Linked DNA regions of Gossypium hirsutum: region 2 is linked to region 1. Evidence: chromatin contacts called from public Hi-C data. All regions are on one chromosome and are shown on one strand. Each heading gives the region's core, a stretch centred on a gene start, on an enhancer-like site or on the middle of the called end of the contact. The rest is flanking DNA. Distances are from core to core; before and after follow the strand shown.

Region 1 (3,797 bases), core at 548-3,047:
TTTTTCTTGCCACGTCAGCGCGTCCCAGGGGACGCGTTTTCCCCGCGCGTGAACAGTGCAACGGCTATTTTTTGACCGTTGGTGAACCCCCCAACGGTAAAAAAAAAACTATAAAACCCCCCACCCCTAAACCCTAACTTAAAAACACCCTAAACCTTAACCTTAACCCTAACCCTAATCTGATTTTTAAATTTTTTTAATTAAATTACTCAAGTAACCCTAAACCCTAATTTAATCGATTTTTTCTTAAAAAATAATAAACATGAAAACTAATCCAATTTTGAAAAATTTATAAATAATTTAATTGATAAACCTTAAACTCTAAACCCTAATTTATTTAATTTTTCCTTAAAACCCCTTAACTTAAAAACACTCTAAACCCTAACCCTAATCTAATTTTTAAAATTTTTTAATTAAATTACTCAAGTAACCCTAAACACTAATTTAATTGATTTTTCTAATCCAATTATGAAAAATTTATAAATAATTTAATTGACAAACCCTAAACTAGAGGTGTTCATGGGCCGGACAAAAAATATAGGAGGGTTCGGGTAAAAATATAGGCCCGAAATATGGGTTTGGGCAAAAAAGCGAGGCCCGTTTAGAAAACGGGCCGAGCCTCGGGCACCACTTTTTTGGCTCGAGTTCGGCATGGCCTGGCCCGAATATATAATAAATAAATAATTTTTATTCTTTAATTTTAAAATATTTTTAAAATACTTTTTTTTATTCTTTTTATATTTAAAGTATTTTTTTGGTGTTTATTAAATAATGGGGCGGAGCGGGGCGGGCTCGGGCTTAGAAATTTTTTCTCGCGCCAGGCCTAGACAAAATTCCAGGCTCATATTTGGGCCGGGCCGACCCCAGGCCTAGGAAGCGGGCCAAAAATTTTTTGGGCCCGGCCCTAACTAGGCCCTGCTTGGCCATGAACACCTAAACCCTAAACTCTAATCACTTATTTATTTAATTTTTAATCCTAAACCCTAAACCCTAAACACTAAATCCTAAAACCCAAAAACGGGCAAAACGCTTCCTCAGGGACGCGTTTTCCTGTCACGTACCCTGACATCGCGCTGACGTGGGTGCGCTTTCGGAGAAATGGGCCCATTCCGGTAAATAATTATTTATCGGGCCCATTTAGGTAAATTTAAAAAAAATAGATTTTTATGTGTAATTTGCCCCTGATTCTTCAATTGACAATAATTCCGAATTTGATTCTTGGATAATCTTTACCCATGTTACTTATTAAAAAAACCTTAAACAATGTATGATTTTATATTATTGTATGAGTATAAGATTGATATGTTATTTGTGTACCTTTTCTATTAAGTTTTTAAGCGATAAGCTAATGATGTCTTGGCATTGTTGGTTAAGGCGGATGCTTTGAGTATTTGAGCATTTAAATTTTAATCACGTTATGTGTAATTATAATGTGTGGGTCTTTAATTTTATGTATATAAATGATGTATGAGTTTTGTTTAAATTCTTTTCAGTTTTGCCTAATTATTTTTAATTATTCGCCTGCTACATTTTATAATTACTAACTCGAGCTTATTATTGTATTCCATTTGTAACTGTAAAAAACTTTAAAAAGAAAAGTTTTCAAGCGATAATAACCGTGGGATTCTTTCAACAATTACTTGACCATTAGATTTAGTATTATTCTCTGTATCCCTGCTCACGGGAAATCAGAGCATCTAAGCTTCTTAAAAGCCTCCACGTCAATGGGAATCTTGTGGGCCCCATATTACCATAAAAAACTTCATTTTATTTCAACCGTGGATTAAACCAAATCTAGGAAGTCCTTTTTTTTTTTAATAATTATTATCTTCCCTCATCTCAGCGAAAAAAAATAAAGAAAAAAAGGGAAAACGAAAAGTACCAGACTCTCGTATTTGTAACACACTAAAACAGCATCTGTTTATTGTTCGATGCTGGCAACAAAAACCCTAATTTAATCAGCATCGATTCACGATGGGCCGCAAGCCCTAATACCTTTACCGTTTCGGCTACTTTTTCTCTGATACATGTATGGAATCAGAGAAAATCCTACTTTCCCGAGAAAACCCTAGAAAATTTTCATCTTTTTCCTAAACCAATAGCAACAGTAGCAATAGCAGCATGGCCATATCCAATGAACTAGCCCAAAAGCAACTACCGTCGATATCGGAACGGTTCAAGGCTCTATTGAAGCAACGGGAAGATGAGCTCAGGGTTTCCGGTGGTGTTGCTGATGATGATGGGGCAACGCCGACTACGGAGGAGATTGTTCAGCTTTACGAGGTTGTATTATCGGAACTAACTTTCAATTCGAAGCCCATAATTACTGATCTCACGATCATTGCCGGTGAACAGCGAGAGCACGGCGAAGGCATTGCCGATGCTATTTGCGCACGAATTATTGAGGTTAGTTAAAATTAGGTTTTCCGTTGCACCTGCCAAGTAATTTGAACATTTAAAAATTTAATTTCAAATTTATTGCTTTCAGGTTCCAGTAGAGCAAAAACTTCCTTCGTTATATCTATTAGATAGCATTGTAAAAAATATTGGCCGAGAATATGTTAGGTATTTCTCTTCCCGTTTGCCAGAGGTGAGTCATTGCCAACCTTTTTGATGAAGTTCTTTTCTTTGCTATTAGCTTGATATAAATTATCTTATTTTATTTTTCATTCTTAGGTATTTTGTGAGGCATACAGGCAAGTTAATCCTAACTTGCATCCTGCAATGCGACATCTATTTGGCACATGGTCAACAGTTTTTCCGCCTTCCGTACTACATAAAATCGAGATGCAACTGCAGTTTTCTCAAACGGGGAACCAACAATCTTCTGGAGTAACTTCCTTGCAGTCTTCTGAATCACCTCGTCCAACACATGGCATACATGTTAATCCTAAGTACTTGCGGCAGTTTGAACAACAGTCAGGTGCAGATAGTGTAAGCTTTCTAATGGAAAACTCTGTCCTTCACATCCTCTATTTTATCGGAATATATGCTCTGTTCTGTAGTCTTATGCACATTCACTATTTAGGATATCACTGCAAATCATGTTCTTTTGAGAATTTATTTGAATCAGATGTTGCTAGCAGTTATAGATCCTTCTGGACAGAATTGCTTTTGGTACTGAAGGACAGTTACAAGCTGAATTGGATTTTGATCACCAGGGATAGGCTGGATTGAGGGGTAGAGTTGCCAGAATGTTAATGACAATTGATATATTAGGATTTCTTTCGGTTAAGTTATTTGTTGAAATTACTTGGAGCATCATTATGAGATCAGAGCTAAACATGGGCTTGCATCAAGTGAAATTACTTTAAGAAACTTGCAAATAGAAAACCAAACTCTACTGGTACAACCAGATTATTAACTTATTATTCTGATTTTTTGGGAATACAGTGGGGAAGGTTTATGTCGTTTACGCTGTACTTGAATGTTTTTGGTGACTAAAAAACTTTCCTTTTCCGTTCCCCTTCCTTTTCCATTCCAACTTTGTGTTGAGCCTTGTGCTTCTTTTTCTTGTTAAATTTTCTTTAGAATGTTTGACATGAACTGCATGCTTTCTTGCTAGTGATTAGGATTTTAGCTTCCCTGACTGATAAACATGTTGAGAAATCTTTTTAAAACATCTATTTGTCATGTATGCATGCATGTATGTATTCATGCCTGCTTTGTTCAGAATGGCATCTGAATTGTGAAATGTTTTCTATCATTGCAGAATACGCAGCATGTAAGAGGCATGTCTGCTGGTCAAAAATTGTATGGTCAAAAACATACAATTGCATATGATGAATTTGATTCTG
Region 2 (3,525 bases), core at 731-3,230, 190 kb before region 1:
GAAGAAGAAAAAACATGCTCGAATCCTTCGAGAGAAGCTGATTATATGTACTTGTAAAAGTAATTTCTTAAAAGAGTTGAAAGACGAGCAGAAAAGCCTGACCGAAATGATGAATATCTATTGAAGATATTGTTTCCGTCCGAATATTGGATGTCAAACAAATCTCAACCTGCAAAACGAAACAAAAGAGAGGAACAGACATTAATGAAACTTTATGAGAGGAAACATGATTTTCGACATCGAACAAATCACTTGATATCAGTCAATCAAGTAAATTGTCTCCGTGCTAAGGGATAAATATCTTACGGGGATTTTTGCTGATTTCAACTTTCTCCAGTTTTCCTCATCGAAGCAACAAGCATGACCGATCCTATGTGGAAGGAAGTCTATCATTGCTTTGATTTCCTCTTGGTTAGGTACCTACAAGCACTAAGATATGACAATAAACAAGTCGGTGTTATTTAAAATACTATAGCACACACTAGTTGCACGACAAGTTTGAGAAGTAGCAACAAAAACGCACCTCTCCGCAGTGAAGAGTGATATAGAGACCCTGCTCCTTTGCAAATTTTAATGCAGGCAAGAATGTAGACCTATGTCAGATGCAAAGAAAATTAAGAATTATGATATAATTATAACCTTCAAAACACATGAACAAATAAGGGAAATATGAGTACCAATTGCCAACAATGGGGTTTCCGGAGAGATCAATGCCAACTACACCTAAATCCCTCATTTCCAGTGCAAGCTTAACCTAAAGAAATAAGGGAACTATAAGGACATTTATCGAACAAATAACAAGCTTTTTCCACAAACTGCAATCTTTAACATACAGTTTCCATGGCAGCTTCAGTGCTCTCACGACGATCAATGCTGAGAAGAAATCTTACATACATCTTCTTTCTCGTAGACCCGTTAAATGTATTGGTCTTCAAACCAGCGGGAGAATAATCAACGTCAACCGAACTGACAGCTCTTAAACCCTCCATCACAGCATCCATATACGAACGTTTGCTCATTCCTATGGAATCATTTCTCTGTACAATGTTTCCATTTATTCAAAACTGCATATAAAACGAACCACCAAGAAACTAAAACATAGCAATGAAAGTACCTTAGGAGTGGTTCTAAGCTCTAGATATACAACATTCTCGGCAGCAAAATCTTCGATGACCTGTAGATCGAAAAATAGAAACAAATAACTAGAAGAATCAATACAGACAAAGTCTTCGAGTGGAAAACTACATTACCTCTTTAGTAATCCTTGTAACAGTGGAGTGATCAGTAGTGAGAATGTGGATAAGGTCGAACAGCTTGAATACTTCGTGTAGCGTACGGTCGTCTGAATCGGAAAAAAGGAAATATAGGAGCTCCTAAATACCAATCTTTAACATACAGAACACAATTACACAATATAATGGAACCCCATTTCCCTAAAATGTGCAAGGATTAATTAAATCAATAAAAAATTCCAATCTCAAAGTAGTCAAGCTCATGTTTTTTCTTGGGTTCTCAAGAATACAATGTGCAGTATTTCCTCTCTTGATCTTCAATGATTTTTAAGCAATGAAATAAAGGACTAAAGCATTAAAAAACATATACCTTTCATTATAACATTCTCCACATCTGAGAAAACAATGACACCCTTATCACCCAAAACTCTTGCAAGTTCACTGTCAACAAAAATACATCTAAATTAACCTTCATGATTAAGATGGGGGGGGGGGCACAATTGAAAGGTTAAAAAAAAGAGAGGGGAAAGAGGGATAAAAGGAAGCTCACAAGAGAGTAGAGTTCCTAACTGAACCATTGAGGTGAGCATGAAGTTCAACCTTTGGAACCGAAACACACCACTCCAGCTCTTCTCTGTTCATCTTTTGCCTGTCTGGGTTTTCCGACCGGCTACGTTTCGCGGTGTGATAGATTGAGTTTTAGAGTACTTTGTCCTAACCAGACCAGATTAGTCAAACAACAAAACATAATAAATACTAAAAAAACACACAAGCAGACAAAGAGAGGAAAGAGAATTGTAACATTGGGCCCTAAGAGAACAGAACCTGCGGTTTGTTAGGCTTGAACAAATGTCTGATACCAGACTCTGGGCTCTGAGGACCGGAAATTAAGACCCAAATTTCTTGGCTAAAAGAGACTGGTTCTATGCAGGGGACTAAACGTGTCCATAAAAGCAAACCCTTGTTCACCTTCCACATTTGTGCCTATATCAATCTTGGGCTTTGACAGCCTAACACAATATTTGGCAGCTCATTAGTTAATTATTTGTTTTCAAAATTTGAAAGTTAAAATAAGCTATAAGTATCTTCGCAAGTTTGAAATTTAGTCTCCCTATTTTTATTTTTAGGAAATTAGTCGTTTTATTTCAATTTTAAAAATTCAAGTTCAATTGCTATTATCATTAAAATTCTGCTATTATCATTAAAATTCTTCTGTTAAATTTAATGGTGTGATATTTTCAAATTTTTTTTAAAAAAATCACTTTGTACTAGTGCGACAAACAAATAGAAACGTTGAAAATGCTTATGTGGATTTGTTTTCCTTAAAAATATCTATTCGAACTTGTCATAATAAATTTTTTTGTTGGAATAGTGTTCTTATGAGAAAATTGACATTAGCATTGTAATTGAAATATTAAACAATATTAACTATTTAGACTGACTAATGACACTATATAAGTAGAGGGATCAAATTACGTAAAAAATTAAAGTATATGGATTCAATCCAAGTGTCAGCATAGTATGGGGATCAAAATTGAAATTTGACCATTGATTTATAATGTCAATAAAGTAGAGGTGAGCAAAATCCGATTCGATTCTAAAAACTCAATAAAAAATTCAAATTTTGAATTAAATAGTTCGAGTTAATTGAGTTATTCGAATCAACTCGAATAAAAAATTAAATTTTTCGGTTCAACTCGAATATGAATTACAAAATTCAAGTTATTTAAAAATCCGAATAAAAAAAGGCATAACTACATCATTTTGATAAATGTTTACCTTTTCTAAAGTTAAAAGTCAAACCATTAAGTTAAAAGTCAAAACTACATTGTTTTGATTAATGTTTACCTATTAAATTAAAAGGCAAAATTATTATATTGTTTATGTAGTTAAATAATCTTATACTTCGTCTACTAGTTAAATAATCGGTCCATGTACATGCAACATTGAGTATAAATAATAAGATTAGTTAACTCGACTCGATTTGATTAAAAAAAATTCAAATTGAATCCGGTTGCTAAAATAGGATTCGTCAACTCGAAATTTTTTGACTTGATATGGCTCGACTTGATTGAATACTCACCCCTACAACAAAGGCAAACACATACATGATTCTTAAGGCATTCAAATTATATATAACCATGTAACATTATAATAGAAAAGTTAACTATATTAATTATTTGGTTTAACTAATAACATTATAAAAATACAGAGACCAAATTATGTTATAATTTAAATTATACAGATTAAATTAACATATTCTTATAGTGTAAAAGAAAAAAATTCATATACT

What was found. Hi-C and Micro-C count contacts between places; a contact is called where the count stands out from the background.
Region 2: a contact with region 1 is called in a Hi-C map of leaf, with 2.3 times the contacts expected there. The contact joins the promoter of LOC107901944 here to the promoter of LOC107901935 in region 1. A contact is called at or near these places in 2 of 34 Hi-C or Micro-C datasets (leaf and petal).

What each region holds. Positions count from the first base shown.
Region 1 is chrD06:56,296,551-56,300,347 of Gossypium_hirsutum_v2.1, reverse strand. It overlaps LOC107901935 (polyadenylation and cleavage factor homolog 4), which reads left to right and starts at 1,797. Exons shown (of 7, transcript XM_016828120.2): 1 at 1,797-2,406; 2 at 2,489-2,590; 3 at 2,677-2,934; 4 at 3,713-3,797. The coding sequence starts at 2,122.
Region 2 is chrD06:56,486,591-56,490,115 of Gossypium_hirsutum_v2.1, reverse strand. It overlaps LOC107901944 (N6-mAMP deaminase), which reads right to left and starts at 1,980. Exons shown (of 11, transcript XM_016828129.2): 1 at 1,783-1,980; 2 at 1,603-1,673; 3 at 1,251-1,342; 4 at 1,115-1,174; 5 at 834-1,037; 6 at 678-754; 7 at 524-593; 8 at 307-420; 9 at 103-169. The coding sequence starts at 1,874.